Regions from separate parts of the Mus musculus genome. Here region 1 is linked to region 2. A link is a contact called in public HiChIP or PLAC-seq data. All regions are on one chromosome and are shown on one strand. The core of a region is the stretch at or near the end of the contact, and the rest is flanking DNA. Distances in the headings are between cores, read along the strand shown.

Region 1 (3,688 bases), core at 571-3,070, 110 kb before region 2:
GAACTTATTTCAATGTATTTCTACCATGATATAAACTTGTTTAGATTCAGTATATAGAAACCTTTATCACTTAGTCTCTTTTCATGTTCTATGCACTTGACACAATGACTTCATAAGATGTGTGCAAATTTTAGTCTTTTTCTACATATTTCTTTTTCTATATATTTCGTATAAAATTAAAACACTATCAAAATGATGGAATTTTTTAAAAATATCATGCACAAAATATTTTTCATCTACTTCAACAGTGAGTGATCAACTTAATGATCAGCATCCATTTAGATATTTGAGATACATGACCACCTATCATTTAAAACCAACCACCTTAGATTTCTGGAATGAAAGAAGAGAAAATGAAAGCATCACTCTATAACATTAATTTCCTGTGACTGGTGATATTATTCATATATGACATATCATATATGAAACCTAAACAGATACTTTCAATTGCTATCATCTCAACAGTTTTCGAAATGTTTTCATATTTATTCTTTCATTAAATCCTTCTCAACGGTTCCATAAATTGGGTAGGACAAATAGTTTTATCTCAACGTTGATGATGAGAAAGAGTATATACCATCCGTGGGTTACTCAGACAAGAGTAAAAAGACTGATCCTGGCCAACAAATGTTTGTTCTTCTATTTCTATACAATGTTTACATACTTATCATATTCTCATTCCATCAATATTTTTATAAAGACAGTATTAACTGTAAGTGGATAAAATTGCATGATTTACCCTTTTTTTGGCTGCCAAGAAATTGTATGTACATGTGATTAAAAGTATTTAGTTGAATGTTAATCCAGAATCTAAATAACAGCAATAAAATGGTTCTGTGTTAAGTAGATGAACGGATGATGGATAAGGATGCCATAGGCATAAAGATAGAACAAGATGTGACTCTTGAGGAAAATAATACACAAATCTCTAGAATATATGCTGATGCACAATGTGGTAGAGACACATACATTATTCCAGGGGATCAAACAATGGGGCAATTCACAGAGTCATGTTTTGAGATTATTCTACAAATGTTGTACTATATACCCATTATAAGATTCTTTATGTTGTTAATAATTGGAACTAATGAAGCATGAAAGGCCCATTGTAAGAATTTTTCAAAGGAAGTCACCTTAGATTCAATGAAAACCAACAAAGACTCTAAGGTTTTAATAGTCCAAAGACCTTAAATGTAACACCCATCCATACACATTTTTATTAGACCAGTGACATCCAGATGGAGTAGAGGGCAGAGGGGAGATGCATAGTGTCATGCACATGTATTCCGAGTAGTAAAGAAAGCATTGAAGCAAGACATTAAGTAGACACATTGCTAACCTTGACACAAGTTGCTGATAAAATGGCCCTCAGAATAAACAGCACAATTGGCCTGATTTTGACCTGAGTGGTTAGGGGCTTTTAGCAAAAGGGGGTACTTGGACTTCTGTCATGCAAATTAGTTCTTCTACAAGAAAAGAACACATTGTACAAGTAACAGACAAAGGAGACACATTGAGGCTAAACAAGTTGAGGATGTCTTTCAGAGGTGGTGGGCATTAGAAGGAGTTAGCAGAGTGAAGAGAAACCTTAGGAAAGATAACACATAAGTCCAAAATACTTTGGCACTTTAACCAAATAAGCTGCTTAGGGGAAAAACACAATGTGCACCCCAACACCTGCTGGACCTAATGGACTCTGAAATGTTGTTTCAGAATTAATCAAGTCATTTAAAATCATAGCCACAGTCTCCATTCACTACTCCTGTGCATAAATGTGCTGATCCCGATACTAATCCATGTCGGGTGACTTGAGCAATATATCACCATAATTGCCATTTTAGGGCTGCAAATTGGAGTTAAAATAACCAGATGCAAAAGAGATGGCCATATCATACCCTCAAGATGGATCTTCAAAGTTCAAGGAGAGTTCAAGCATGGGAGAGGCAATAGGAAGGGGTCAAGTGTAAGGGGATTGTTCATGTTCAAGAGGAATTAACTTCACAAATATATTGTTTCTGAGGTGGTAATTGTCCCATCTTACAGTTATTCATACCTCATTTACTCGTTGCATTCTTCTCATGCATTTAATGAAATGAATTTGATTTTGACAAAATATTCTATTTCAAAATTGCCATTAATTTTCAGGATATTTTTTTTATTCTCCTCTAAATTATCTAGTCAAAAAGATTGAAACTGATGGAGGAAATCTACTATTTCCATAGGTAATCCTTAGTAAGAATCAATGCTAGCTTGAGATCATTCCTTCATTACTTAGTAAGTTAAGTCATTAACTTCTTTTTTAATGGGGGCCTATTTATACCCCAAATATATGAAATGTAAAAGACTAAGTTCTGTCCCAAGTGACCACGTGAGTAATATTAAAGCAGTTGTCCAGTTTTGTCCAGTTGACCTGTTACATTTTCTCACTTGGAGCATGAGAGGATGCTGCCAACAAAGGCCTACTGAATAGTTACATACTTGTCCAAGTAATAAAACAAAGACAGATTGGGAAACCTGGGAGCAGGACAGCATCCTTAAGATTAAATTTCTTAAAAAAACAAACAGACAGACCAAAAAAAAAAAAAAAAGACTATTTGTTCCTTTGGTTGAGTCTTTGTCCTATTAACACTCACATAAAATAATTTTCCAAACAAAAGTCGAATTTCTACTTTTATTTCAAATCCACACTTATGAGGATAGTGATCAAAGATACCCACAATCTGGAACCACTTGATAAGCATTCCTTTCTTCACAAGCCAATGTCTGAAACAGTGAATGGCTCATCATTCCCCAAGAAGCAAAGCTGGTTTACATCTCAAAGCCATTCCAGGGTTTTGCTTTTTCTCTGATAAAAGTCTCTTCCTTCTCTAGCAAGCATACTTACTTTCATTCTTTAATACCCAGCTGAAATGTCACTACTTTTTTCTGACTGGTCACCTCACCTACAGAAGTTTTTCTATTTTATGTTTTCCAATAGTGCAAAAATAGAAACTCCAATACTAGGTCTGATTACAACGTATTACCAACATTTTCTTGATGTCTGTCAACTTTAATTACTTTTAAATTTTCTGAAATACTGTATTAAATATAGGTTGAAGCAATTTATAAGCAAATACTATTAGGTCATAATATATCACAAAATATCAAATATAAAAATGACTGATAGAGACAGAATAAAATATTTGAAAAGGGAGCATTTAAAGAAACAATGCTGAAATTTTCTCAAGATGGTTGCAAATTGTAAGTTTCAATTCTGAGTTCAAAAGGCAGGATAGAAATTAACAAAACCACATTGAGGTACATAATAATCTAGAGGCTTTAACTGTTGTCATAAAATAATCAAAACTACAGCCAGCGTAGGAGGAAACTATTACACACCACAGAGTAACAAAGATCAGAATGAATTTCAGTGCCAAACCCCATGCACCCGAGCAACAAGAGCAGTGAAACATTTAAAGCAAAAACTTATTATTATAACACTGGACATGGTGGTACACTCTGATAATCCCTGCTCCAGATGCAAAATAACGGATTTCAGAATAATAATAAAGCAAAGCTGAGAAGAGACACACCTACGATTACATCTGTGAGTTTCAATACTCCACTCCAATAAGGAGAGTAAGCAGGTAATAAATATTAAGAGTGTAAAAAAGACAGTAAAGCAACGAGATATACTTAATGTTACATA
Region 2 (3,388 bases), core at 520-3,019:
TGTCACCTGAGTTTTTTATTTTAGCCATTCTGACTGGTGTGAGGTGGAATCTCAGGGTCGTTTTGATTTGCATTTCCCCAATGACTAAGGATGTTGAACATTTCATTAAGTACTTCTCAGTCACTCAAAGATTCCTTTGTTGAGAATTCTCTGTTTAGTTCTGTACCTCATTTTTAAAAAAATGGGCTATTTGGGTTTTGTTGTTGTTGTTTGGTTGGTTGGTTGGTTTTTTTGTTTTGTTTGGTTTTGGTTTGGTTTTTTTGGAGTCTAACTTCTTGAATTCTTTGTATATTTATATATTTTGGATATTAGCCCACTGTCTGATGAAGAGTTAGTGAAGATCTTTGCCCAGTCTGCCATTTTGTCCCATTGACAATGTCCTTTGCCTTACCAAAAAAAAAAGTTTTGTCCCACATTGCTGGACTTTTTTATCTGTTGATCTTTTGCTTGTATTATGGTTTCTGATTTTGTGTTTTTTATAGAGTTGTCTGTATTTGTGTGCTTCTATGTGTACATATCTCTGTACATTTGTGTTTATTGTGCTTTTCCTTTGTTTTATTTGTTTCATAGTTTTATTTTTAAACTACCTGTCTGTTTTCTAGAGAGAGGAAAAGGGCATGGAATTTCAATGGCGAGAAGGTAGGAGTGATTTGGAAGAAGATGGGGGAAAGAAAGCAGTGATCAGGATATATTATATGGAAAAACATTAAGTTTTATAAAGTATCATTGTATTCTATAAAAGAAAGAAATCTGAGTTAGACAGTTTGAACTAAAACAAAACGATTGGTGATATCCAGAATGAGTCTCTTTCCCGACTGATAAACTGTCCAACAATAAAATATTTATGGTCTTTTAATATATATATTTACATTTTCATGGTCTTCCCCTGAACTCAAAGATAATTACCAGATGACTCTCACTCAGTAGTGACTCACCTTGAAGACATGATCACATTTCTTACCTCTTATAAACGTACTTTAAAGATAAGTTTCAAGTTTAACCTTGCCATCATAAAATAATTCCTCAGTTCACACAGCTGTATCAGTGTATATAGGTAGATATTTATATGAATTACTATGATATGTGTCTTGTCCTAAATACGACCTTAACTTGTTAATAAATATAATATATAAAAAATCCTAATGTACCTAGTAGTCAAAAACAAACAAAACAAAACAAAAACAAAAAATCCACACCAAGGTCCCTTCTGTGTGTATCTCATCAACAATACACCATCCAGCTGTAAGTTAGCTTGAATTATTTACCTTTCTGTTACTCTCTTCTTGTTATTCAAAATACAGTAAATATCACTTCTAATGGAAAACAGAAAAAAAAGAATCACTTGGATTTGGTCGTACTTGGATTTGGATTTTTCACCTGAAGCTGAAGGGAGATGGGCGGACCTGATTGGAGTTAGGGGTGGGCCAGATAGGGGCGGGGCTAGGGGCGGGCAGAGCAGAAGGGCGGGGCTAGGGGCGGGCCGGATGGGGGCGGGACTAGGGGCGGCCCGGGTAGAAGGGCGGGACTAGCGGTGGACCGGCTAAGAGGGTTTGGCTAGGGGCGGGACACCCAGTAGGGCGGGGCCAGAGGTTGACTGGCTGGCGAAGGAGGAACTAGGGGGCTCTCCAGCCAGGTAAAGGACGGGGCGGCAGGCGGGTCCTGCTGGTAAAGCCCGAAGGAAGGGCGGGCCGCCAAGGCGAGGGGCGTGGAGAGGGCGGGGCTTTTCGGCGCGCTGACGTCAGACCAGGCTGCGACGCCGGCGGCCGTCCAGAGCTGAAGCGGCGGAGGTGTGTGTAGCGGAGCCGGGCCTGAGCAGACGCGGGCCGAAGCTCCTGGCTCAGCGGCGGCGGCTCCGGGGCGGGGGCGCCAGCGGCAAAGCCCCCTCCCCGGGGAGGCGGGGCCGGGCCGGCGCCTGGGAACCATGCATCAGAAGCTGCTGAAGAGTGCGCACTACATCGAGCTGGGCAGCTACCAATACTGGCCGGTCCTGGTACCCCGCGGCATCCGCCTCTACACCTATGAACAGATCCCGGTATCCCTCAAAGACAACCCCTACATCACCGACGGCTACCGGGCCTACCTTCCTTCCAGACTGTGTATCAAAAGGTACAGTGGCTGCTCCCTGCGGCGCATCCTCTCCTCTCACGCTTTTTGTCTGCTCTCCCCATCTTTCTCCGCTATTCTCTGTGCGCATCAATTCCTCACCTTTGGGCCCTTTATCTTTTTTCTGCTCTCTCTCCTCCGCGGGCCCTTGATCCACGAAATAACAATGATATTTACAGTGGTCATCGTTCCCTTCTCCATTGGCCCTTTGCTGTTTACAAAGCGCTTTTACATCCTTTTTTCCATTTGGTAATCACTGGGGATATGGGTTGGAATCTTCCCTACTGACAAAGGCCGAACCTTATTTGCTTTGTATACCTGAGCTGTGTTTCTAGGGCAGCTCTGTGGGGATTCAGAAGTGTTGGCCAGCTGAATGTCCATTCAATAGCAGACAGGTCCACATTGTTGTGCATATGTATGTGGGAAGCCCTGATTCATTCAATCATCTACCAAATGCGCATTGAGGCTCTGCTAGCTAATAGGCACTATACCAGTTGCAGAAGGCAGGCATGGTCCTCGTTCCCATGAAGCTGCTGAGGTCTAGCCTGAGTGGCAGACACTAAAGGGATAATTACACTATTACATAATAGTAATTGTGGAAAGTGCTGTGTAGGAGAAACCCTGTAGCAAAGAACTCTGAAAGGGGACAGCCAGACCAACAGAACACCTTAGAAGCCTCCAAACAACATGGGTTTGTTGATTTAGAGCTTTAAAATGAGAGTCTCAGAAGCTTCTGTTTAAAAAGAAAATTTTAAAAATGGCTTTGGTTTTCAGGGTAGTCTTCTGTCAGACCTCACTGTATGTACTAAAGTTTTTGCTCTATCAGAAGCATGGTGCAGCCCTCCAGGTCACTGGAGTGGCCATCTCTGCTTCCCACAGTGTGGGCTGTTGAATTGCCCAACTAGCAGCCACGTGTGCGTTTATTGATCTCTCCAGCACAGTCTTTCCCCATCCCATTTCTTTTTGTACTGCCTTGAAAGGATTTTTGTGGCCTTGTTTGAATGGATGACCAAGTGGATGTCACAATTTGAGTTTTAATTACTGCTTTATCTCCCCAGTGCTTCTGGTACATAATTAAGAAATCAGAGCTAGGCCCTGCTGTGGGGATGGAGGAGACAGGCCAGAAGTGGACTGCTGTGAATATTGTACCCACCCAGCAGTGCTCCTCTGCATTCTGATGTCTTGAGTCCAAATCTGAAGGAGTTGAAACCAGGACTTATAAAACGTTAGATCTTGAGTTGTTGAGTCAGATGCAAGTTCACAAACATGCCTCTTAACTGCTTCA

Evidence for each region. HiChIP or PLAC-seq counts read pairs in DNA pulled down with a chosen protein or histone mark.
Region 1: an H3K4me3 HiChIP or PLAC-seq map of embryonic stem cells shows a contact between it and region 2, with 4 times the contacts expected there. The contact joins the enhancer-like site here to the promoter of Paqr3 in region 2. A contact is called at or near these places in 1 of 484 Hi-C or Micro-C datasets (reprogramming fibroblasts), 4 of 115 datasets of contacts at active chromatin or transcription factors (differentiating embryonic stem cells and embryonic stem cells) and 1 of 9 other capture datasets (pancreatic islet).

The regions. Positions count from the first base shown.
Region 1 is chr5:97,216,628-97,220,315 of GRCm38.p6, reverse strand. No RefSeq gene overlaps it. Among named protein-coding and RNA genes, the nearest start is that of Gm33609, 87 kb to the right of the region's middle. Within about 2 kb of position 1,820, at least 5 of the 459 cell types and tissues checked have an H3K27ac peak or open chromatin away from gene starts, as enhancers often do. A contact at or near this core is called in embryonic stem cells, where this site is marked.
Region 2 is chr5:97,109,977-97,113,364 of GRCm38.p6, reverse strand. It overlaps Paqr3 (progestin and adipoQ receptor family member III), which reads left to right and starts at 1,769. Exons shown (of 7, transcript NM_001359910.1): 1 at 1,769-2,106. The coding sequence starts at 1,922.